2 separate regions of the Gossypium arboreum genome follow, and region 2 is linked to region 1. The links are chromatin contacts, called in public Hi-C maps. All regions are on one chromosome and are shown on one strand. Each heading gives the region's core, a stretch centred on a gene start, on an enhancer-like site or on the middle of the called end of the contact. The rest is flanking DNA. Distances are from core to core; before and after follow the strand shown. Region 1 holds the start of LOC108462948 (NAC transcription factor 56-like). Region 2 has its middle 6.6 kb from the start of LOC108464613.

Region 1 (7,311 bases), core at 1,771-4,270:
TTAAAACCACACGGGTAAGCACACAGGTGTGTGCCCAAGAAATGTGAGTCACACGGGCAAGGATACGGCCGTGTAACTCTCTGTTTATGTTTTAGAACCATACGGGCAGAGTACATTGGCGTGTGCCTAGGCCATGTAAGCCATGCGGGCAAGGACATGGGTATGTATCCAGGCCGTGTGACATTGTAAAAGAGGCCTGAAACACATTTTTGAAGCCGTAAATGTTGTTTATGACTGATATTAACTTCCCCATTGTATGAATGATCTGAATTAGACTGAATGAGAACTCTCTGATAATTTGTAATGACATAGGAATATCATAAAAGTATGTGTATTATGGATAATTGTATTCTGCATTTGTATGGGTTGGGATGTTATGAAGAAGGAAGTAATCTACTCTAAATCAGTGGTTAAGCCATCAAGTCTATAGTTTTGATTGTGGCGCATTGTCACATTATGATTCAGCAGCTAAGCTGTGTTACTGTAAACTGACACTGTGTGGTGTGTAGGGTTGGAAGGGCATTGCATGCACTTATCAGTGTGTTAGGATGGGCGAAGATGGTGTGTAACGTATGGGTTTAGGAATATCTGCATCTGAATCTGATCTGCAATGTGTATGAACTGAACTTGTATATATATACATATATATAACTGACCTAATCTGAATCTGAACTGAAATTAATCATGTATCGAACCGAATATCTGAATCTGGAACTACTTTATAAGTGAACATTAATTGAATAAACTTCTTGTACACACTGAGTTCACAATTCATTTTGTTTTGATTGGATTTTAGGTGGTTCCTAATCTTGATCGGGTCGGCGCAGCGGATGCTCAGTCAAGCATTTATCTTTCTTAAGTAGTATATTAAAAATTTCAGTAAACTATAACAGTAGAAATTTGGAAGATTATACACTTAATTAATTTGTGATGAATGTGATGTGAAGCATGGTTTTACTTTATTGTGTTGCTTGTGTGACATTTGATAATCGATGAGGTAACTTACTAAACTTGGGTTGGACATTTAGGTCGAGTTTAAGGGGTTACAACATTCTCATAGGAGAACATTTAAGGATAGTTATATTAGGAATTGTTATTTGTAATCTGCTAACCTGAGAAAGGTTACACTTTATTTTTACCATAAAAAAATAACTTCTTGGTTTGCTTGATGGTTTAAATCACCTTAAACCTACCACCTTGTCAAGTCAATCAGTTTGACTAAGAATGCTTCGCTCTTAAAAGAGCTCACTAGATTCACATGTTCTTCTCATGTAATATGCCATCAGGTTACATCAAAGTCCATTCAAAGATCTTTGATCACATCTAATAATGTCACTCAAGACTCTACCACTAACTCTACAAGGGCAAAACCACACCCCATCGCATCACATCTTAGTAAAAAACTCCAAAGCTTTACCAGTTACACTCCATGGCTCTACACAATAAGACACATGACTAAAGAGACACCATACCAAGCTCTGCCTTTAAATAAACTCTCCTCAATTACAAGAAAACTCTAAACTTATCTTACATACAACTAAAACTCTATCCAAATACCTTCATACCTTTTCAAACCTCCATAGCCTTCATTTTCAGACTTTATATCAACAAATCATAAAATGATATATCAATACAATAAGTTGTAACCTATAAGAAGGTCCTTAACCTTCCCTTTGTTGACACGCGTGTGATTTCCTCTTTTTATATTTTTCTAAACTGATTAATTTTCAGTTTTAGTCTCTATGTTATTTTTAACTTTGAGGTTTAATCTTTATACTTCATTTTTAATCGATCCCTATATTTTTATAATGTTATTAGTTAGTCCAAATAATTAATATCGTTATCTTTTCAATCAAAATGTTACGTGTTTATATATAATTTGAATGCCTTAATGATCTTAGAGATTGATAAGTGGCTTCTCATTTCTTTTGGATTTGCCTTGCTCTTTTTTTCTTTTTTCTTTTTTTTACATTTTAAGACAATAGTCAAATTTCAGTTTTGACCCTTATATTTATGTTGAAACTTGATATTTAATCTATATATTTTAATTTTGACATATTTTGGTCCTTTTACTTTTGTAATGTCATTAATTAGTCTAAATAGTCAATATTGTTAACTATTTCAATCAAAATGTTTATGCCAATTTTTCTTATTAAACCTATTCCAACAACAAAAATTATTTTATCATTACAAGTTCGAATAGGGTTTTTTTTTAATTCATATTAGTATTTTCAACATTACTTTTATTTTACATGATTACCAAGTGAATATATATTTTTTAATCTCAAAATATCACATTAATGAGAGTAATAGAAGAATTTTAAAGAGATAATAACTAAATTTAAATTTTAAATCTAAAAATAGAAAGACTAAATTCTTAAAAATAAAAATAAAAGACTAAATTTCTAATGCCACAAAATTAATAAGAATATAAAATATATTTTAACTTTAAAGAATAAAAATTTACACACATAAATAATCAATCCAACATAGAAAGTAATCACTATTATAGATAGAGAAAGAAATTATCTCTATATTTATATTAGCTTAATTGATAAAACACACATTGAATTGATTAGACATTGTGAATATATATATGTTGGAGCAGACAATTTTTTAAGTTCATAAATCTTCGGTCTTCGCGACAAAACATGATCAAAAGTCGAACAAGTGACAACCAAATTACCAGAAAGACAGGCAAGGCCAGTGGCCACGGCTGATCTGGGTTTTTTTGTCTTTTTATTTTTAGGTGTGGTGCTGGCTAGAGATTAGTCATCTAAAATAGCTTTTTTGGTGGTAGGATTTTGCACAACAAAAGCATGACATCTGAAAGCGTAAAAAGAAAAAAAGAAAAAAAAAAGTTTGTTGCCAATCCTCCACAATTATCTCATCTCTCCATATATTATCCCTTGCATCGCGGGGATCCCTGTCACACTTGGGGAACTAGACGTGTCGGTCAACCATTGGGTGGACCCTCAGTTCACGTCATCATCATCATCATTATAAATATCAAGAATATATATCAATTTCATTTTTCACTTGGTAACCGCTGCATGTCAATTATCAACCAGTTTGTGCATGGATTCAGCTAACCAAAACCTAGTATAAAGGATGAAAGTACCCTTTTAATTTCTCGTGGCGTGTCGTATCGAGATTGGATATGGTGGATTAAACAGTAAACAGATGCCAAGTTTGGTGTATTAAAGCCTTTTTATTACAAGAATAATAATGTCCATGCCAACACTATGCAACCATTTCTTCAGCAGCCTCTCTCTCAAGAAAAATAACCACAAGCTGTATGATGTTCTTCCCTGGTAAACTTTCAGAATCCAAACCAAAAACATTCTCAGTTTCTTCAGTGAATTAATCGTGACAAGTAGCAGCAATGGAAAGCACCGACTCCTCCACCGTCTCGCAGCGGCCGAACCTCCCACCAGGGTTCAGGTTCCACCCCACGGATGAAGAGCTAGTCGTCCACTATCTCAAGAAAAAGGCTACCTCAGCCCCTCTACCGGTTGCAATAATTGCAGAAGTTGATTTGTATAAGTTTGATCCATGGGAATTACCAGGTAAAACATTTTATCAAATATCTTTAGCGATACGACTGAAAATTAACAATTTTGTATATTAAAATAGTACTGGGTGAATTTGTTTGGGGTTTACAGCTAAGGCTACGTTTGGCGAGCGTGAATGGTACTTCTTTAGCCCTAGAGACAGGAAGTATCCGAACGGAGCGAGGCCTAACAGGGCGGCAACTTCGGGTTATTGGAAGGCTACCGGAACCGATAAGCCGGTATTAAACTCGAAAGGGACACAAAAGGTTGGTGTGAAGAAGGCACTGGTTTTCTATGGAGGGAAGCCTCCTAAAGGGATCAAAACAAATTGGATCATGCATGAATATAGGCTTCCTGATAATAAGAATAACAACAAACCCCCTGGATGTGACTTGGGATACAAGAAAAACTCACTAAGGGTAATCTCTTTCTTCTTTTTTTTTCCATCAGTTTTAAATGAAGTTAGTGGTTTTATTCTATTGATCTGAATTTGATTGTTTGGAACCTGATTTTCTTGCTTTATAGCTTGATGATTGGGTGCTATGTAGAATCTACAAGAAAAACAACACAAATAGACCCTTGGGATATGAAAAAGATGAGGCCATGGATGATATGGGTGGGCCAGTACCAACTTCAATGTCAATTGGCAGTCTTCAGTTCCAGACAAAGGGCACAAGTTGTGGAACATTTCTTGAAAATCATGAACATAACCTGTTTGATGGAATGCTGGGGAGTGATGGGATGAATAACAATGGTTCGATGTCTCACTTAGGACGTTGTTCAAGCTCAAAGCCAGACCTGTCTATGGTTAACCCTCTCAAAAGAAGTACCGTCCCATCGCTTTACTGGACCGATGAGGATACAGCCAGTCCTTCAACAAGCAAGACATTTCATGGGGATCATAGCAATGATGGAAGCCTGGAAAAACCAGACACAAATGGCTCAAATTCAATTGCAACCCTGCTTAGCCAGCTTCCTCAAACCCCTCACCTGCAACAACAAACAATGGTAGGGTCAATGGAGGATGGGATTTTTCGACCTTCATATCAACTTCCAGGCCTCAACTGGTACACTCTTAATTGAATTTTCAGGTACTGGGGTATTCTGTAGGTTTACCATTTTTATGCCCTTGAAGAAAATATTCCAAATTTTCAACTAGCTTAGGGAACTTTCATCAGTGTCATGTTTTACCTACTTGTTGGTAGGGAAAGAGATCGATGAGCCAAAGTTTCAACTCTTGAGCCATAGATACAGTTAAATTTTTATTAATATCTAGTGTTATACATATACATATAGTTTGATGTAGAAAAGAAAAAGAATAAAACTGATAGATAATATATATGTATAGATGTATATATACTATATTATATTTAATTTGCTTTAGGAATAACAGTGAAATATTGTATAGAAATCCTTCTTGTTGTAGAATCTTATTATTAATGATGATGCACAGTTTTAGGAATATAATGGTTATGGTTGGTTTACATCAAATATAGTGTACCATTATTGAATTTCCTTGTTCATTAATCAATAATAATCATGCTTTCTATGTGGTTGCTCACTTCCTCTACTTGAACCCTAGCCTAAATGCTTTGATTTTTTTTTTTTTGGACGAAATAATTATAGTTTTAATAATTAATAATAGAATATATATATTTGCTCTTTAAGTGTAAAATTTTACAAAATATAAGCACGAGCAAACATTTGATAATTTTTCTTTCTAGTCCATATTAAAATATTTGTATCTAATATATATATATATATATATATATATTTAAAAAAATGAAAGCAGAATATTCAAATGTGGATGTCATTTTCATTTCATTGTGAAGATATAGGTAAATGCTGGTGACTTTTCTTCGCTTTATCACAAAACGGAATCATTTATCTTAAAACCACACAAATTAAAGTCCCTTTAATTAAATTCCTTTCCATGGAAACCCCAAAATAACTTTATATAATTTCTTATAAAGTAGTGTTTAAATTTGGAAAATAATCTTTTTTTTTATACTTTCGCTAATTTTTTATTAAATAATTTATTTTGTATTTTTAAATATTTATAATGTCAAGTGTCATTGTCCACTTGCTTCACCAATCACCAGTCATGCCATTACTTAATGATAGAAGTGAATGTAATTTTTAACAAAAAGATCAATTTAATCTTTGATTTAATGTATAAAATTTAATTTATCTATTTTTTAATAAAAATAAGTAAAATGTAATTTAATTCTTCAGAGAAAAATCTCCATTATACTTTTATTCACTGATTCGAAAATTTATGTTATGGGGACATAGATAATTTATATTAAACAAAATAATCCAAGTAAACTTGAAATGCAGGTGAAAAAAGGGTCGCCCATTAGCTTGCTCTATTTTAGAATGGGTCATATAAATTTTTAAGGGAGATCCATTGTTTTTAATCTATCTACAAATTGGAATAATCCTTCACCAATTTGAAGATATTTTTACATAAAATCATATTAAATCGTGTAGAATTTTTAGGCCAAATTCAAGATTAATATGTAACACGCTCAACTATTAAATTTTTAATTTAATTATTTAATTATTTGAAATAAAATATTTTAATTACATTACTTTTAATTTTTCTTTGTTACTTTTATTATAGATTTTAAGAGGTATTTTTGAAGGTAAAAGGAAATTTAAAACAATGAAGTTTAAAATATAGAGTAAAAACTATTCAGTTGATTGTATGTAGGTTATTTAATTATTATTTTCTAGTTATTTAAATTTTTGAAATTAAATATTTTAGTCGCAATTTTTTAATTGTCTAAGAGAAGTCTAACATGGATTTTATTGTCAATGTTTACACATTCTATCAATTTGATTTTAAATCTATAAAATTCAACAAATTTAGCCCTCAATGTTTACAAGATTTGTTATTTTAATCCTACTTATAAAATTATTCCAAAAATATTTTGATATTTAATTTTTTTAAAAAAGTAAAGATAAAATTATTTTTAGATTTTTGTAACCAAAATGACTTTCAACGATACATTCCACTTTGTGCTTTCTTTCATTCAATTGACGAAGTTGGAAATAGCAAATGTCATGGTCTTGACTTGCAATCTCTCTCCAATGTCTGAATTAGAAATGATAAAGATACAAAAACACTAGAGCCAAAAATAAGTACTATCTATGTAACCAAGAGTAAGGCTATTGAAGTTCGTGTTGTCAACCCAATGAATTTATAAATTTGTTAATTTTGAACTTTTTTCTGGTTTTAATTAGACATTTGAGATGAATAACGTAACCAAAAAGGGAGACTAAATCAAAAGAGATTGAATCAAAAATAGCTTTAATTTATGAGCTTTTCACATGTTTGGTTGATGAGAAAATGAGAATGGTTAATAAGAAAACTAAATATAAATTATAAAAAGTAAAAAGAAAAGTAAATACAAAAATATTTTTAAGATTTTTAAATATATGCTATAATTTTTAGAATTAGAAATAAAATGATAAATTTTGTAAACATTGAAGGTTAAATTTGTTAAAGTTTTTAGATTAAGATCAAATTGATAGAATGTATAAACATTGGAGGGCTAAATTTATTATTAGGCCAATAAAAAAGTCAACCTTAGACTTCCGTTACTAAGTTGATGGCAATTGTGACTAAACTATTTAATTTCAAATAGACTTTTATTTTTATAATTGAGGGCAGGGATGAGATTATTTGGGATTGAACAAATATTTTTAATTTCGAATAGCCTTGATTGCTAATAAAAAAAACAAATATATG
Region 2 (7,311 bases), core at 1,641-4,140, 230 kb before region 1:
CTTCTTTTAATTTCATGAAGAATGGAATTGACTTTTGAAACCTAATTAATTCAACCACTTGGAAATTAAAAATCAAAGATAATTCATTAACAAAATGATAATACAAGGTTATCAATACTCTACAAATTCTAACTTTGATTATTTAAAATAAAAGAATAAAAATACTCTATGAATTTCATCCTTCTATATATATATATATATTTTAAAATTCAAACAAAATTTTAACCTTTAATTTCTATTAAATAAGTTCTAAACATTTAATTTGAATTGAGATAAATTTCTATATTTAATTTATAAATTTATATTTAGGGTTAGTATTTAATATATAAAATACCTCTATAAAACACTTGTCAACCCCTACTTTTTATTGTTCATTAATAGTATATCAAATAATTTCCCTCATATTTATGCATTGTTCGTGAATCAAATGGTGAATTTATATTTTAAAAACTTTTATTTGGTCGAACTAAATATTACTCTCTAAGCTCTTATCATAAGGCAATATTTCATCGAATTTATTTATTTTTATTTGGTGAAATTAAATTATCTTCCATATCAATTTTATAATTCATAAAAATAATTCTTTTTAGGTCTATGATGGTTTCTTTCAACAATATATTTTTCTCTAAAATTTGAACTTGAATCATTTCTCTTCATCGGATTTATTTAGTATAAATTAAAATAAAACTTAATTAAGTAAGATAGAACTATGAAGAGTTTAAATGAGGGAGGATTATCCAATAAATTTTAATACACATTTGGAATAAATTTGATTTTAGGTTACCTAAATCACATTTATTTAACTTGGGGGAAAATTGAAAAGAGTGTTTTTTTTTTTTTTTCAAAGTATCCAGCCAAAAAAGGTATAATTACAACTCATTCTTGCACATGAATTATGACGACTTGTGCATCATTTTTATATTAATTTACCAAAAAGTAGAAAGAAGGGAAGAATCCCAGAAGCTATAAGAGAGAAATAAATAAAATAAAATAGGTGGATTCAGCCTAAATCCACCTCATATTTTGAGACAAATATGAAGCTAATAATTATTTATGGGAAAAAAATGTATTGAAAGTAGTGAGAAAGGAAAAGCATGCATGGGGCTGGTTTTCTTTTTGTTCATTTAATGAAGAATGATTTAATTGCATATGCAAAGTATATAATGTGAATTTCAACCATAAGCACAGATTTTTACCTAAATTCTATCAAAGTTAAATCCATTGAGACATTAATATTGGGTATAATCAAATATATTTGTAGCATTACATATTAATAAATGAATGGAAAATTGAGTTAAGAATCAATACATGCCCTTTTTTTTTTGTAATGTATGTTCCCACCATTATCAATCAATTAAATGATTAATAAGTTATAAATTCTAGTAGATGCAGACATAGCATGTGTCTTGATTCTCAACAGCCTGTTTAAGCTTTAAAATGGATTCCATTTTCATCTCTTAAATAAACATTAAAATTATTATTATTTCAATATATAACATGCTTTAGCATCTAATTAAAATTATTAAAATCTCATACTCAATATTTGGTGTCTTTCAATAATAATGTAGCAATCAGCATGTCAAATAATTTTAGATTTGATACCAAAACTTTTACAATACTTTCTATATCTTATGTTAGTATTTTACCATGGTTGAAAATGGAAAATAACTTGAAGCGTCATTCTTGAAAGCCCCAGATCATTACAACTGTGCTTCCAAATATAGTTGCAAGGATCAGAATCCAAAAGCTGGGAAAATGAATAGTCTTATATTTCAAATCAATAATAGGGACGAATTTCTTTCGATTCAAATCTTTTTATCTTTTAAATATATCATTTGTGAAATCAGAAATTTGTTTTGGGTCGAAATTAAATTATATATTTTTTTATAATAATAAAATATAATTTTGTCATTTTAATATCTTATATCTTTATATTTTTAAAAATTAAATCAAAAATTTATCATTTTTAAAGGGTTAAAGTGTAATTTTACCATTATTAGTTTAAAATTTTATAAATTATAAAAGGCCTAAATAAAAAATTTTCCATATTAGGAGGGACTGAGGCCCTTGCCAGCCCTTGGTATGAATCGTAGCTTTTTAAATTGAAAATCAATATATTTTCAAAGTAGTAGTTTGAGAATAAAGAAAGAATGGTAGATATTAAGTCCGAATCTCTAATTTAGTGAATGCCACATTTTAAGAGTTTGTTACATGAGTAATATAACTTAAACTCTGGGTTTAGAGTTTTATGCAAATTAATCTATGGTAATTAAAAGTATATTAGTTTGGAGTTGTTTTGACATTTTGACATTATTCATATCTATTTTATGATTTATATTTAAGGTTTGTGATTGTCCCAAGCACGAAATAAGAGTTGAAGTCCAGATTTAAGTTTTCTTTGACAAAGTCATCATCCTTTGGTCGTCTTTGAATTATGATCCCATGACCATACATCTTTGTGTTATGTGGATTTGTGTGAAAGCTTTTGACAAATCTAGAACAATCAAATTTGTGTCTTGTAGTAAAATGACAAACAATTGGTGGACAGTTATGGCATGCCTTGAAGATACTAGCTAGGATGCCAGAATTCAATGGTTGGAGAGTGAAAACAGAAAGACGTAAAATTTCATCGACGATGATCTCTCTGACTAAATGGTCTTTCGAATACAGGTTTTTGCTGTCTGCCTAAATCCATGAAGCTTTCTTGGCAGTTGTATAATGGCTGAAACAGATACAACATGGTACCGCAATATCAGGGATGTGTGACTGCGTGATATCAATAAGGTGTAATCAAGTTGAGATGAAATGCTCAACCTTGTTTAAAACATAACCTCACTCAGGGTGCTTCTTTTATCTTTAAAATGGGCCTGTAAGGTATAATTTGATACTAAATGGGCCTTGAATTTGCCTTCCGATTTGCTCCTTTACAATTGCATAGCTCTCCTATTGAATTTGGTGCAATAAGAAAAAAGGGTTAAAATATGTTATCTTTCTACTTTTATTTTGAAAATTTAATTTTTTTTATTTTTAAAATTTTAAAATTTTGGTCAAACTGTTAATATTTTTTTGTTAAATTATGATTAATTACTAAAGAGATTAAAGTACTTTGGAGGTTGGGGCTTTACAGTTAAAAGCGCTTATCGAATGATAAAAAGAAACACATGGATTGAGCAAGATTTCAGGTGGAAGACCGTTTGGAAATATCAAGGACCACACTAAGTCTGATTCTTTTTATGGTTAGTATGTAAGGAACGATTGCTCACTAATCTTGAGCGTACTCAAAAAAAGGTATTAGACAAAGTGAGGTTTGCCCAGTATACCAGCATGACACAGAAGACATTTTGCATGCCCTTAAGGATTGTCCGGTGGCTAAAGAAGTTTGGAGGCATATAGTGTTAGGAGATCCCCAAACCCAATTCTTCTCTGTTAGTCTCTTAGAATAGATCAAGACAATGACCAATGCTTTTTGGTTTGATTGCCTAGTGTATATGAAAAAATAAGAATCTCTTCGCATTTTAAGGATTGTCCTAGAGCTTTTTAAAAACTATTAGAGTGTCAATAAGTTGGACAAAACAATATAGTGCAATTAATAATTTGGGCATTCTTTGGAGGTAATAGTTTAGAATTTTAATGTGTTTTAGGATATTATTGGAATGTTAGGGAGTTTGAGTGTTTGTTATATTTTAGGTTTGTTTTTTTACACACACAAAAATGAGGTTTTGTATTATAGAAATTGAATCAAATTAGTCCATCTATTATTAAATAGATTAATCTAGTCATATGCTATTAAAGAGAATCAAATAAGTCTAAATTGTAAATGAGTTAACATTTATTGTATAAAACTCATCTTGAATTTTATTTTTCAATTGTAGTCCAATTCTTAACAAAAATTTTTATTTGCAAAACTATAAAAATTTTGAAAATATTAATTCTATTAAACAGTAAATACTAACTTAATTCTAATTTGATTTTTTATTTTTTTAATACTATAAAAACTAAGTCGATCTATTGAATCGTAAAGAGACTAATTTGATTGAATCTCTAAAATGAGGAACTCTCAAATAAAGTCTTTTATAGTATATTGATTTTAGGGAATGTAATCTTTTAATCCTTGGTGAGTTTCACATTGTGGTCATTGTTGCTACTCTTTTTGGATAAATAATCACTGTGGAATGCTGCAACTTTGATAACTCGATGAGGATGAGTTGATGGTGTTGGAAGACGGTTGATCAGTGAGTTAACTCAGAGTGAGTCAAAAACAAGTGGGAAGAAAGGGTTATATGGGTAGAAGAGAGGGTTTTTTACCCAAATAATATAAAAAATAAAATAAAATACCAAAATAGATTGTTTCAAAAGCTAAGTACCAAAATGGTACATTTGACTTGGTGGAGGGTGGTGCATAAGCTGCACCACTCTAAATTTCTAACCTAAAATAGTAAAAAAAATAAAAAATAATGATTTAAAAGATTTAGGAATTTGTTATGCAAATTTTTTATTTTTAAATGGCTGCTGAAAAGGAAGGGCAAGGGTGCTGACAGTGTGGCGACACCAATTTTTAAATTTAGATAATTGCCTTTTAAGCCCTCCTTATTTATTATTATTTTTTATTCCTCTTCAACTCACTATATTGTGTTTAAACAAACCATTAACCTATTATACATTTTTTTTTAATTTTTTCTCATCTTATTATTCGAATTTAGAATGATATGTTTTTATGCATTAGGATAGTAAATGCTTGCCTATTCTATCCTCTTTCTTTTCAATTTTCTTCCCTATCAAACATGCCCAAAATTATTTTTTTCCTACTGTTTTACTCTTTCTTTCTCTCCTACTTTTCTGTTCAACTAAGCACACTCAAAATCAACTTTTGATTTTTAGTTTAGTGGAGGTGGCTTCAGGTAATTTTCCTTTGTTGTTCTCTTATTTTGTTTCATCCATAGGAAGATGAGTGAAGGGAAAGATAGTGTAGCAGCATGACTTATAATCTTAAAATTCGTATGTATAGTATAAAGTTATTCAAATCAGTATGTAGAGGAGCAAAGCAGAAAGTAAAAAGTAAAATTAAAGATCTTCGTATGAAACATAAAATCAAAGATTTGGATAACAATTACTAATGGTTCAAACAAATGGACCAAATTTATATACAAATTTGTATACAAAGGCAAAACCAAACCAAAAAAAAAAAAAAGTGTTTCAATCTGACAACATGATATATCAAACAAAGACAAATTAAGTTATGAATCTTTTCTCATTTTTCTTTCCAAATTTCATGAATCCTTGAATGGCTCCGACATCAATGGCCTTATTGGTACCTTCTACCTGAAGCTTTATAACACTATCTAAGTTCGACTTTTCATTTTTGTTGAAATATTTCTGTCCAAAGCATATCTTGAGCATACTATCTTTCAAAGATCCTCCAAACAAATGAGAAAATATTTGAAAATTTTAACATACCTGTATTGGACGTATTTTGTCATCCAACACTCAAATCAAAATCCAAGTGGCATAACTTATAGAACCAAGAACCTGAAGCAGAAGCATTATGGGATGGCAAGCACACATCAAGCTGCTTGCAAGAATTAACTATGGCTATGAAATCAGTTTAAGTAGTAGAGTTTCTAGTTCTTTTTCCAAAGAAAAGGAGCTTTCTAAACCTTTTGGATGCTTTGGGAGAGTTTTCACCATTGTTCCATTTCTTCCTGGAGTGAACTGAAGGTTCCATCTCTATTTCTTCATTTGGTGGTGGTGTTGAGATCTCTATTTCAGCAATCACCCTACCTGACGTATCTTTTCCATTCACCTCGCTGTTTGTTCTGACATTTACAGTTGAAAACTAACCAGTCTTGTCAGGCGATGGTGGTATGGGATCAACTGTAATCATCTCAGGAACATCTTCATCAAAATCTTTTGCTTTTAAATGATCTGATTGCAGTGGCTTATTATCCTCAGTAAGCATATTTGCATTGGCGTTTTTTTGACTCTGATGGTGTGTTTCTTTGAGGAATTTCACATTCTTCAGGTTTCATTATTGAAGTAGTGCTCTGCAACTCTTGAATGTCTTTGAAATCATCAACAATGGCAGTTTGTTGAGTTGCTTCGGATTCGAATGTAATCTCTTCTGAGCCCTTTTCTTGTGGATCTTTGTCACAGGAAAGTACTTTCTTTGTGCCACTTTTCTGATCTGAAGCTTTTACTTTGTTTGTGCTTGATTTAACCTTCTGAGATCCAGTTGTCGATGAACTGTTTTCCTTCGATGCAGACTTTTTCGGTTGGTTTGATTTCAATTCGGTTGATAAGACCTTCGAAGTGTTCCGAGCAGTCGCAAGGTGTTCTATAGTGGAACTTCTTAGAGCTGGCTTTGGTAATTTCTTTGTGTCCTGGTTCAGGGGTTGATTCTTCAAAGAAGTTGTTGAAGTTTTAGTTCCAATGGAGTTTTTCCTGGAAGTAACTGTGTTAAGACCCTTAGCTGCACTTCTCTCAGCAATCCTCCTGGCGCTGAATATGTAATTCCTCGATTCTGTTCCGAATCTCCTCTTTCTATTCGAAAAAAGACAAGACCGAGGACATGAAATCAGAAACATGTTAATGGACACACAATTGGAAGTTTTCATATGTTAAGACCCTGAAAAATGACACAGGAAATGTATTAAAATTTTTAGCCACATTGAGCATTGCAGTTTAGAGCCTAAAGGGTTGATAAATACCTGATCAAATTTGGATTTCTGGACTACAGTTCTGGTTCCGGCCGGCGTTTTCCTGATCTTTGATGCCATGTCTGATTTGCTCTTGACTACTGATCTGTTCAGAACTCTAGATCGAGATTCTTTATTCGAAAGTTTTCCTTCGGAACTTCTATTTTTTCTACCATTAGTATCCTTGTCATCAGCACTGGTTGTTTCAACATCCGAATGTTTCCTATTCACTTTAGCAGATAACATGTTCATTTCATAGTCGATTTCATGAGTCCGAGAAGAGAAGGCATTTACCTCAGATGAATCACGTCCAAGCATCATGTAAAGGTCATCTGGTTCATATGAAATAGAAGCAGCCTTTGGAACACTTTCTGCATTGTCATTTTTGGTAGCTTCAATTTCGGCAACCATGCCTATTCCGATCCGTAACCGAGAATCATGTTGATCTTCTCCTAATGATGGACCTTGAATCATTAAAGAATCATCAATGAGAGCATCTTTCTTGTTTTTCTCAGTGTCGGAACATCCTGCGGCTAATGAAGAAGCATTATCACCGTTGAACATTTTGAGGCCTATGATCTCATTCTGGTTTGCTGATTTATCCAGTTGGTTGTTCATA

Evidence for each region. Hi-C and Micro-C count contacts between places; a contact is called where the count stands out from the background.
Region 2: a contact with region 1 is called in a Hi-C map of leaf, with 2.4 times the contacts expected there. The contact joins the enhancer-like site here to the promoter of LOC108462948 in region 1. A contact is called at or near these places in 2 of 5 Hi-C or Micro-C datasets (both in leaf).

The regions. Positions count from the first base shown.
Region 1 is chr13:112,759,754-112,767,064 of ASM2569848v2, reverse strand. LOC108462948 (NAC transcription factor 56-like) reads left to right here and starts at 3,020. Exons shown (of 3, transcript XM_017762864.2): 1 at 3,020-3,569; 2 at 3,666-3,973; 3 at 4,080-5,045. The coding sequence starts at 3,386. The coding sequence ends at 4,637.
Region 2 is chr13:112,993,675-113,000,985 of ASM2569848v2, reverse strand. It overlaps the pseudogene LOC108462658. Among protein-coding and RNA genes, the nearest start is that of LOC108464613, 6.6 kb to the left of the region's middle. Within about 2 kb of position 2,890, at least 1 of the 2 cell types and tissues checked has an H3K27ac peak or open chromatin away from gene starts, as enhancers often do. A contact at or near this core is called in leaf, where this site is marked.